Regions from separate parts of the Hordeum vulgare genome. Here region 1 is linked to region 2. A link is a contact called in public Hi-C data. All regions are on one chromosome and are shown on one strand. The core of a region is the stretch at or near the end of the contact, and the rest is flanking DNA. Distances in the headings are between cores, read along the strand shown. Region 1 has its middle 170 kb from the start of LOC123427462. Region 2 has its middle 28 kb from the start of LOC123427459.

Evidence for each region. Hi-C and Micro-C count contacts between places; a contact is called where the count stands out from the background.
Region 1: a Hi-C map of leaf shows a contact between it and region 2, with 3 times the contacts expected there. The contact joins two enhancer-like sites. A contact is called at or near these places in 2 of 6 Hi-C or Micro-C datasets (both in leaf).

What each region holds. Positions count from the first base shown.
Region 1 is chr2H:585,352,672-585,357,795 of MorexV3_pseudomolecules_assembly, forward strand. No RefSeq gene overlaps it. Among protein-coding and RNA genes, the nearest start is that of LOC123427462, 170 kb to the right of the region's middle. Within about 2 kb of position 2,535, at least 3 of the 3 cell types and tissues checked have open chromatin away from gene starts, as enhancers often do. A contact at or near this core is called in leaf, where this site is marked.
Region 2 is chr2H:585,110,894-585,115,686 of MorexV3_pseudomolecules_assembly, forward strand. No RefSeq gene overlaps it. Among protein-coding and RNA genes, the nearest start is that of LOC123427459, 28 kb to the left of the region's middle. Within about 2 kb of position 2,183, at least 3 of the 3 cell types and tissues checked have open chromatin away from gene starts, as enhancers often do. A contact at or near this core is called in leaf, where this site is marked.

The DNA.
Region 1 (5,124 bases), core at 1,285-3,784, 240 kb after region 2:
GCCCGTGACAGAAGGATTCCTGGCGCCGTTGTCAAGGAAGGTCTGTTGTTGCAGTAGCAGTGGGCTAGTGGCTCCTGCGATGGTTGCATGGACGGAGACGCATGCACAACCTCTTCGCATGGTGGGGATGGGTCCAGTGGTCGTGGTGGCATGGGCGCCCATGGCTCGGCACTCATCCATTCCGCCATCTTTGTCGCTGTGGACGTCCACGTCCATCTCTGACCCACTAGCCATGGGTTCCATAAGATGATGGTGGGCTCCTCAACGACCTCCTAATGCACCTGCTGAAGCCCATCTCGCGCTCCACGATGGCGACATCGTCGGCCTCGATGATGGCCAACTTGGTTTTTGAGGCTCTCCCACTGGTGTTCGTCATTGGGTGGTTATGGAGTCCTACATGACCCACCTCATGGGTTAGGCATCATCCTCTTCTGTCATGGGAGGTGGTGTTGGCGGGGAGGGGGGATTTGCGTCGGTGTGACGCCACACACAGACGTACGCCCCGTGCGTCTGGGGCGGACTGCGAGCACGCGCACTGCAGGCAAGACGCGGCCGACGCAGGCTCGGAGGACGATCGACAAAAAAATATTGTCGTCGGAGATCATGATCATCGCGAAGCCATGTATCCCATAGCGGCAATTCCACGACGAACCTGCGGTCAAAGAGGAGTTCTGGTGGCAGACGGGCACGATGCCTGTCGATCTCGTCATGGCAGGCGTGGTCGCTCACTGTGATCGCTGGGATGGGCACCCTGTTCGTGGAGAGTTGCGAGTTGTTGGGAAGGTGAGCATCGCTTCACGGCAGTGGCATCGCCATCTCCCAAGAGTTACAGGAGATTCTTGTGTTGATGTACGGCCTGCAGCGTTGCGGCGCCCCCGTTGGCGAGATCGCCAATGTGGGCGTATCGGGTGGCGTGGAGTTAGTGGAGCAGCGGGGACCGAAGGAGGATCCGGCCTCATGGTTGTGCTTTCCCTTGCCGAGCAAATGCCGCCCCCGATGACGGTTGGCAAGAGGAATAGGAAGACCGACGGCTAGGGTTTCACTCGTGTTGGGGCTCGAGGAGGCATGAGGGCTCGAAAGTGAAAGCTATGGACTAACCGGTTCACGGCTTCCGCGTTAAGAACGACGACGACCAGGGCAGATGGGTGGCTAACAAGCGGACCACCCCGCACACACGGATTAATTTTGGACGATGGAATGTAGGTGGCCGCCTGCCATGCGAGCTCGACGCAGAAGAGAAGTTTGGGCGCGTGGCTCCATTGGTTGTCCTCCGGACGCAAACCTCGAGCAAATTTGCTTTAGGAATGGGGCGGGCCGAATGTGAAATAGATACATTATGCAGATGTGGTCATGCGTTCGGCCGTGCCGACTATCCATTTTGGTCAAAACAGACGCACCCAGACAAGACGGGGTCGTGTGCTGGATTTGGCCTAAGGCCAACTCCAATGCACGACCCCAAATCGTCCGGTAGTGTTCGTTTAGGGGTAAGCGGACAGAAAACACAAACCAGCGCGTGCGAGCAAACAGACAATTGTTTGTTTTTCATCCGCTTTCGCCTCATTCCCAGTCCATATTTGGGCCACGTTTGCGCCAAAGTGTACACAGGCGGATGGGCAAGACGCATGCCCATGTCCTCCCTTGGCCCGCCCGCTGGGGACGTGTGCACCCCCTTTTTCTCTCCCCCTCCCCCGCTTGCCGCGCCCCCGAGCAAACCCTCCCACATAGCGTCGCCGGCAATTTTTCTCTATCTCGCTCTCCGGCCCGTCCCCCATCTCCCCTCCTCCTCCTCCTTCTCCTCCTCCTAGTAGCATAGTCACCCGCTTGGTGCTCCCCTCGGCCCGAGCGTTGGCCAACCAGTAGATCTACGACACCGGAACATCTCCAATGGATCTTCGTCAAGTGCAAAAAGGATGGGGTATGTGCTTCTCTAGGTTCAGTTTTCTTCTAGGCTTTGGTGGAATTTCTATAGCTTATTTGCTCAAATTTGTGTGTAAAGGGAATGCATGTTTTGATATCGAAAAGAATAATAAATCGATCTATTAAAATATTTAATTGTAGTACTTGTTTTTTTTATCTTACTCTCGTAGCAAAGAGTTGATGCATGTATGTATCTTTAATGAAATAAAAAAAGTTTCAATGCCAAAAGAAATAAGGGGGTCCTTTGGCCGTGGCGGACCAGATGCACAACGCACGGCCAGCGCATGCACAGAATAGGCCATACGCCACCGATTGTCCTACCCAAACAGATAAAATCTAGACAAAATGAAAATTTATTTGAGTTCGTGGGTTGGATTTGGCCTAGGTACAAAGGCACAAAGTTCCCGTCGGAACAAAACCCTCTGGTGTGTCTTCCCCTATTGTTGCGTCCGTGGGGAGCAAGAGGGTGGTGTCATGCACGGACCTGGCTCAGGGGAGCAGCTGCTGGCAGTTGGGCAACAGATCTCTCTCTCTCTCTCTCTCTCCCTTTCACCCACTCCCTTGGTATGCCCATGCAGTGATGATGCCCGGGGGCGAAGCAGGGATTCTCTGCAGCACCAACCCTAGAGCAGATAGATGGATCCCTGCTCCCGAGCTGGAATCATCTCAAATATGCATCACCACAAAGGGTCCTTGAGCTTATCCAGCTGCTCGACCGATCATCACTGCCCGGGCCGGGACCCTTGGCTGGAGCTGGATTTCGGTCCTCCATCTCACCCACTCGCGCACTGCCTGGACTAGACACGCAACAAGTTGTTGCAAAAACGACAGTCGGTGCAGTGCAGTGCCCGTTTCGATCGCTGTCAGCCTCTCTAGCTCGCTAACGCTAGGCTCCGGCCACTTTATCTAACTGTGGCGTGCAATCCGTAACAGTCCCCGTTCCCCCCCAGGCCGCTAGCTACGCTAGCTAGGGCTAGCCAACCAATTATCGTCTTTACAGTCAGATCGCAATGGAAAATATAATTGTGCCCGTGGCCAGTGGCCTGTACGCTGTACCCATGGATCGACGCCGATGCAGTGCAGTGCAGTGCAGTGCAGACATGTCCCTACCTCGACCAATAACCCAGGGAAGCCTCTCGAGTCGCCCGCAGAGGCAGATCGAGCGGGCTTTGGTTTTTCCTTGACCACCGCTCGCGGAGTGACGTGCCGACGACATGGGCGCGGCGCTGCGCATGTCGGCACGGTCGCCGCGCCGTGGGCGACCGCGAACGCCGTCCCGTCGGAATCCCATGCAGCTACGCTACAACCGAGACGGAGTCGTCGTCGCCGGGGAGACCCCTATTCGAACGCAGGAGACACGCTCGATCGGCGCCGCGCTGTGTGGCATCAGTACGTGGTGACGGTGCAACTTGTTGCGCGAATCGAGCGCCGCGAAAGCAACGTAGTTTGACATATATACGAATGCCGGTGGAGAGGGCGGTGCTTGCTTTTCCCGGGTCAAGGAAAATGGGTGCTCAACCATCGGTCTAGACTTTCAAACCTTGACTCGACAATGAACATGCCACTGCTAGCTAGTAGCTACTCCAGCTTGCAAACTGCACGACTGCCTGTCCGAGAAAACAAGGATTTCTTGTGCTGCCCATGATGATTCGCGAGATGAAAACCCGGGAATCTGAGCGTTGGTCGATCGAGGGTTACGGCTGGCGCTGAAGGCCACAGTGCCCACACGCGCACACGCGCGTCCACTGATACACATACGCCCCGACCCTGCAGTGCAGCACAGCAGCAGGCAGGGCCACTATAGGGCGCGATCGAGCCAGCCCGGCCGGCCGGCCGGCCATGTTGTTGTTGGGGACGGCGACGAGATGCATGGGCGACAGGCTACGTCGCATCATTCACCCTGGCCCTCGTAGCCCTTTACCTGCATAGCACTGTCGCAGGGAGCGCATGCAAATCCCCGCCCTGCATGCTCGCCCGGGGCGGAGCCGCGCGCCGTCCGATCGACCATGCACACCGGGCAGCGGCGCGTCGCGCGAACGACGGGTCGACACGTATGCCCGCCGCTGGCCCCGCCGCACAGGAAGACCAAACGTGAAGCAAGCCCTGCCGCTGCAACAACCAGCACAACGGATGAGATTGGACCACCGGGCCGGTACAGAGGCAGCGGCAGGGCAAATATCCACCACCACTCGTGAACCACAAAGACATAGACAGGGAGGCGCGCGCCGAGGAGCGTCAGATTCCGGTGTCCCGTGCCAGGGCGGGGCAGCGCTCGTCGTCATCATCACGGTAGTGCTGCCTCCAACGACTTCGGCAACGGGCCAGCGTCGTCCATCATTGCCGCCAAAAATGCATTCAAGCCGCATTACCAGTTCGGTCAAAACACGGCGGCTGAGATCCGGCCATGCTTCGCTTCAGTGGGCAACAACTGCTAATCCAGCCATGCCCGTGCATTAATTCTCACGTTTCCATATAGGCTCTCTCCGTGTAAACGCGTTGCAAGCTTTGACAGAAGGCAGATTCTGGGGTAAGATAACAACAGGTGACCAGGAAATCCTACGTCATGAGATGTTTTCGTGAAAAGGAATAGAGAGGAGAGAGTTTGCGTAAGGCTGTGGCTGGACCTCAGTCATTAAGACTTACCAAAGTCCCACTAAAGTGAGAAAATATATACTCCATGTTAGATCTCATGAATATAACATTGACTTAGACTTCGTTAAATCTCGGTCGACTGAAATTTAGCAACCCCGTTTACCGTAATGTGGTGCTTGTTGTATTGAGCCTTGAGAACGAGAATATATATATATATATAATACTTGGAGGGCAAGTCTCCTGGGGATAAGATTATAACAATTCCTATCTAATCCCGGGTAATCTCTGATTACCAAATATATCTCTAACATCCTCCCCGTCTTAGCAGCAGGCGTTGCGACAACAAAAACATCACGGACGGTTAGACTGAAGAGAAACTGAAGGTTTCCGCCCCTCGAAGTTCCTATAAGTTTCCTGTCAAGTTACTTCAATTCTATGATGAGCATTAAACAAGATTTTATCTGCGACCCAGTCGAAGGGACAGGGCCTGCTATGTTGGATTATATTGAAACTCCAAAAAAGTCTCTGAAGAAGGATGAGAATACATGTAAGTGGATTGCTCCGCCGTAGAATTAGGCCAAACTGAATACGGATGGATCTCGGTCGGCTGATGGA
Region 2 (4,793 bases), core at 933-3,432:
CAAATGTGCCTGGACGGATGTAGGCGGTTTAAGGGTCACCGCTAAAGATGCCCTAAGAGCGTCTCTAGCAAATCCGTTAAAAGGCACCCGACCCAATATTTTTTTGGCCGGTATGTGGGTATTGGTTTTCCTTTACGGCTAGAAGAGGCACCACATATCGGCTTCACTCATAAAAAAGTATCAGGGGACCCGTATACGCACCCCCACCGTCGCTATATAATCGGTACGAGGGGCATTTAGGGTTAGCTCCCCCTATCCCCTGTTGTGCAATTTTATCTCCTCCGTCGCTAGGCCTAGCCAACTCTGGCGAGCAATTTATTGTGCCTCCCTCTTCTCCTTCCCCGTCTTTGACAGATCCATGGCCAGCGGATCCAGCCGCGACCGTGGTGGCCACGTCGATGCGTGTGGAAGCCGTGGCGGCCACCACTGTGCGCATCCAAGCAAGCGCACCGCCTCGACGCAGAGGCTAGAAGCTCCAGCTATGTTGTGGTGATACTCACCAACTCTAGCGATGACGACGACAGGGGGTGACGCGCGTGGAGCTTGAGGCAGGGGCGGGACCGCACCCGCGTCTACTGTAACAGGAAGAGACGCGTGGGCTGGCTTCCATGTGATCGACAAGCATATCTTGCCCCACATCAAGAGGTGTCGCGCCACTGCCGAAGAGCTAGTTGCCACTGAGCATGCAGTAGTGAATGTCGAAGAAGTGGCTTCGGGCCGCCAAGAAGGAGCAGGAGCTCACGGTGCGCTGCGCAAGTCCGCCATCAAATATTACTTCGGCTACGATAAGTGAGCACGACGAGCATGCCCACGAACTAGGATTAGGGTTAGGTTTCCTTAGTATGTAATCCTTTCGGTATGCTAGTGTGAACTCTGTTTGATGAATTAGTCTATGTTTGTGTAAACTGTTGCGTGATCTCGAACAAATTCTCGCACGAAAATAGTTTGCCAAATTACCTAGTATTGTTTTGCATATTTGTTTCAGCTGAATAATTTGCAACCCGTATGTTTCAGAATTTCGGTGGATCTGCTAGAGATGATTTAAGATTCTTTCTTGGTGAGTTGGTGATGGAGATGCAAGTTGTGTGGTTTCACTTGCCCAATCCAGCAACGACCTAATCATTTCTGCCGCGATGCTACCCACATCAAGTAGCCTCTCACCCAACCTACTCGCTTCTTTTGGAGCAGATGCACACTAAGAATAGTAATATGGGCCTGCGTATAGGGATTGCATCATTATGTTTGGATAGGAGCGTGCAACATGCCATGTTACGCGTGAGCAAATCTAGGCCTCTCTGCCCTGCAACTTGCATTTGGTGAGGTCCGATCAAAGCCAACATGCATGCATACGCAGTATGTGCGGCTTACTTATCTGCGCATATATGGGGATTGGGGGGGTTCGGTTAGTGCATGCACCTTACTAATCTGCCAAGACCAAGTGGCTGTAGTATTTTACTGGTGTGCGGAAATTTATGAGGGTCCATGAGGACTAGTAGCAGCAACAGCATCGTCCTTGTCCTCACCGAGGACCAACCGGCCGGCCAGGATGGTCCAGGACGCACGGCTGGGATTGGGCGATGCAGATGCAGCTAGCCATGCAGGTCCGTGGTACGTCAGGTCTCTCTCTCTCTCTCTCTCTCTCTCTGCATCCATCGTTTGGACTCGGACGCCCTACTACGGCCGAGACGCTGGACAAGAGATTGAGTCATCAAATCTTTTGCATTGTTGCGCCTTCCTCGGCGAATTGATGTAGTGGTTGCATGTGTCGGGGCGGCGATGGTCCACGCCCTATGCCACTCGTTCCATTGCCTACCTTGTTGTATTTTTAGCCGGCGTCAAGGCACCATTGGCCCCGAGTGTAAACAAGTGAGCACATATGTGTCCGCCTGCCTGCTCGCGCCCGGCTCCCCGTTTGTCGTGGAGAGCCACTGTGCTCTTTTGTTGCCTTGCTCCTGGCTGGCCGAAGCCAATATATCATCCATTGAGCGGCAGTCGAGGCGGGGAGTGCGCTTTCGTTTTTATCTCTTCTTTCATATCATTTCATGTCACTTGGGTTTTGTCTATCGGCGCCTTTGGCTTGTGGGTTAAGGTTAAGGCTAAGGCGAGGCGAGCCAAACCCGTGGGCGCGTGTGCAATTTCCGCATATGTTTTGTCGATGCCTACGCGGCAGAGCGGAAGGCTGTGACGAGGCTGTGGAGACGGCGACGCGTTCCGCCCCTCGTCATTTTGGCGCGTCCGCGCCACCGGTGGAACCGTGGACACCCCGTTCGTTGTCGCCGTGTGTGCAGGCGCCAAAAATATGCTACAGGCGCCAGTGCGCCACGGCGTTTTTCTCTCTTTCTCGTTTACAGTTTGGCATTAGCATATCCGGGCGGTCTGGTTTTGAAGTTTACCAAGCGCCTCTAATCAGGGCTGGCTCGTCCTCAGCGACCGTGACAAAAACGTTTGTATTCAAGAGCTGCGCCGTCCACATGGGGTACTTCACCGGTCAGGGGTTTTGCCTGGTCCAGGTGCTGACAAAGGGGCCCACGGCTGATGCTGGAGAGGCATCACCAATGGCAGCCAGGCCTGCAACCTTTTTTGTTTTTGTTTTGTCTTGGAGCAAGGTTCGACTATGTTATTAGGGGAGTTGTGTAATTGGATTTGTCCTTTTATATCTTTCTTCTTTTGTTAATGCAGGCGGATTTTCGAGAGCCTTGACCTTGATCCAAGTCCACTACGATGTCTATGTCGTTTGGTCGATAGTTATAAGGAAAGTCGTATGAGGATTGTATCGGATGAGTGTTGTATAAAATACATGTGAAAATGACTTGAACATGGGGATGTGTTTTTAAAAGAGAAAAGATATATGGCGAACGTTCACCCGGGGATGCGATCCTAGCGAACAACCGAAGAACCATCATAACTGCATTTTACAATGGTAATTTTCTTTAATAAAAGTAATTTAAACAAATTGTCATGTCGCACGACGCAAACGCCATGCCCCCTTGATCGCCCGTTGGAGATTGATGCCCTTTTAAAATATAGACCATTCAGATTGCTTCTTTTGCTTGCTCTCCCCCCCCCCCCCCCCCCCCACACACCCACACACACACAAAAATATCATTATATATTTATTTTATCAAAGTTTACTGTTATCTCAGAAATCTTTTTGTGATATTGCTAAGGACTACAATTTTATCAAACTCAACCCACGGTCACCATGTCAAAGAATTAGTAGATACTAAATACACTTTTTTTAAATGGCAATCCTTTTCTCTTATTTTTTTTAAATAAGGAGTCATTTACAATGACAGGAGGCTCAAACGGAAGAGAGATTTCAAGCACCAAGAGGAAATCGACCGTGTGTGCCCGCAATCGGTATATACACCACATAGGCAAAAATGGGCATAACTAAAACCACTACGTGTTCTGAACTAACATCATAGCGCATAGGCTTGGAACAAAAAGTATTAACATCATAAAAAAACCGAACATTCTTTAAAAGACATAGGTATATCACTCAGACCCCACATTATCCTCTTATGAACAATGGTAAAATATTAATTTAAGAGGATGTCAATTACACTTAGCCTCTGCAATGACACAATATTAAGATCAAGTCAAGAGATGAGAATGCGCACAAAAATGATGAAAACGGAGGAAAAACAAAGAGAACCGAAATATTAATTTTAAGAGGATGCCAATTACACTTAGCCTCTGCAATGACACAATATTAAGATCAAGTCAAGAGATGAGAATGCGCACAAAAAAGGATGAAAACGGAGGAAAAACAAAGAGAACCGAAATATTAATTTTAAGAGGATGCCAATTACACTTAGCCTCTGCAATGACACAATATTAAGATCAAGTCAAGAGATGAGAGTGCGCACAAAAAAGGATGAAAACGGAGGAAAAACAAAGAGAACCGACGCAGCCAATGGCTTATAGCTTGTAAGCAATAACAACATCCACTGTCCTTGACAACACATGAACTGCAAGAAAATTTCTCACCAACTGCAAGTTAAATTCTTTGAAATCAATGCCTCCAAGAAGGAATCATGATGCACGCATCGCCATCGCGAGATGAGACAACTAAGGATCAGATCTTTATATTTTACCAAGGAGAGCACGCCCGAGTAGAGTCCAAAGCAATGTCTTCAATAAGGACACCACGCGTAAATAATGCCATTGTCAAGTGTTGTCGACATCACTATGCACTGGAATACATGCTTGCAAGCATAACTGCCTCAAACCGAGGAGAGGCAAACATCATCGACATATTCAACTCACGAGAATGTGCTTCGAAGCCACCATGGCAGTGTTCAACGACGACAACAACGACGAGACACGATGCAAGTCTGTGGCCATTGCAAGCCGTAGTCGACCTGCCCTGACACCACTCTTGCACAACCTTGTGTTGCGACCATTATTGTTGCATCACTGTTGCCACCGCCGAGTAGGTTGCCGACCAGCCAACGAATCACCGGCAATGACCCGCGGGTAAATCTAGGCACTGAAGGCCACCGACACTAGTCGCCACTACCCAAGCAACATCATAGCAAGGCCAGGCCCTGCGAACAAGCTCCATCAAAACGTAAGATCGGAGCGCTCCCGTCGGGAAGAAGCAACCTTGTCGTTTGGAACATCCTCCGGCGACAGCGGGGGAAGAGGAGAGCGTTGTTGGCATTCTTTTGCACTTCATATAGGAAATAAATCTAATGTATTTATTTTGTAGGTGTGATCTCGTTTTTTTCTTGAAAAAGGAGGATACCCCCTTGCCTTTGCATCAGCACAATGGATGCAACCATATA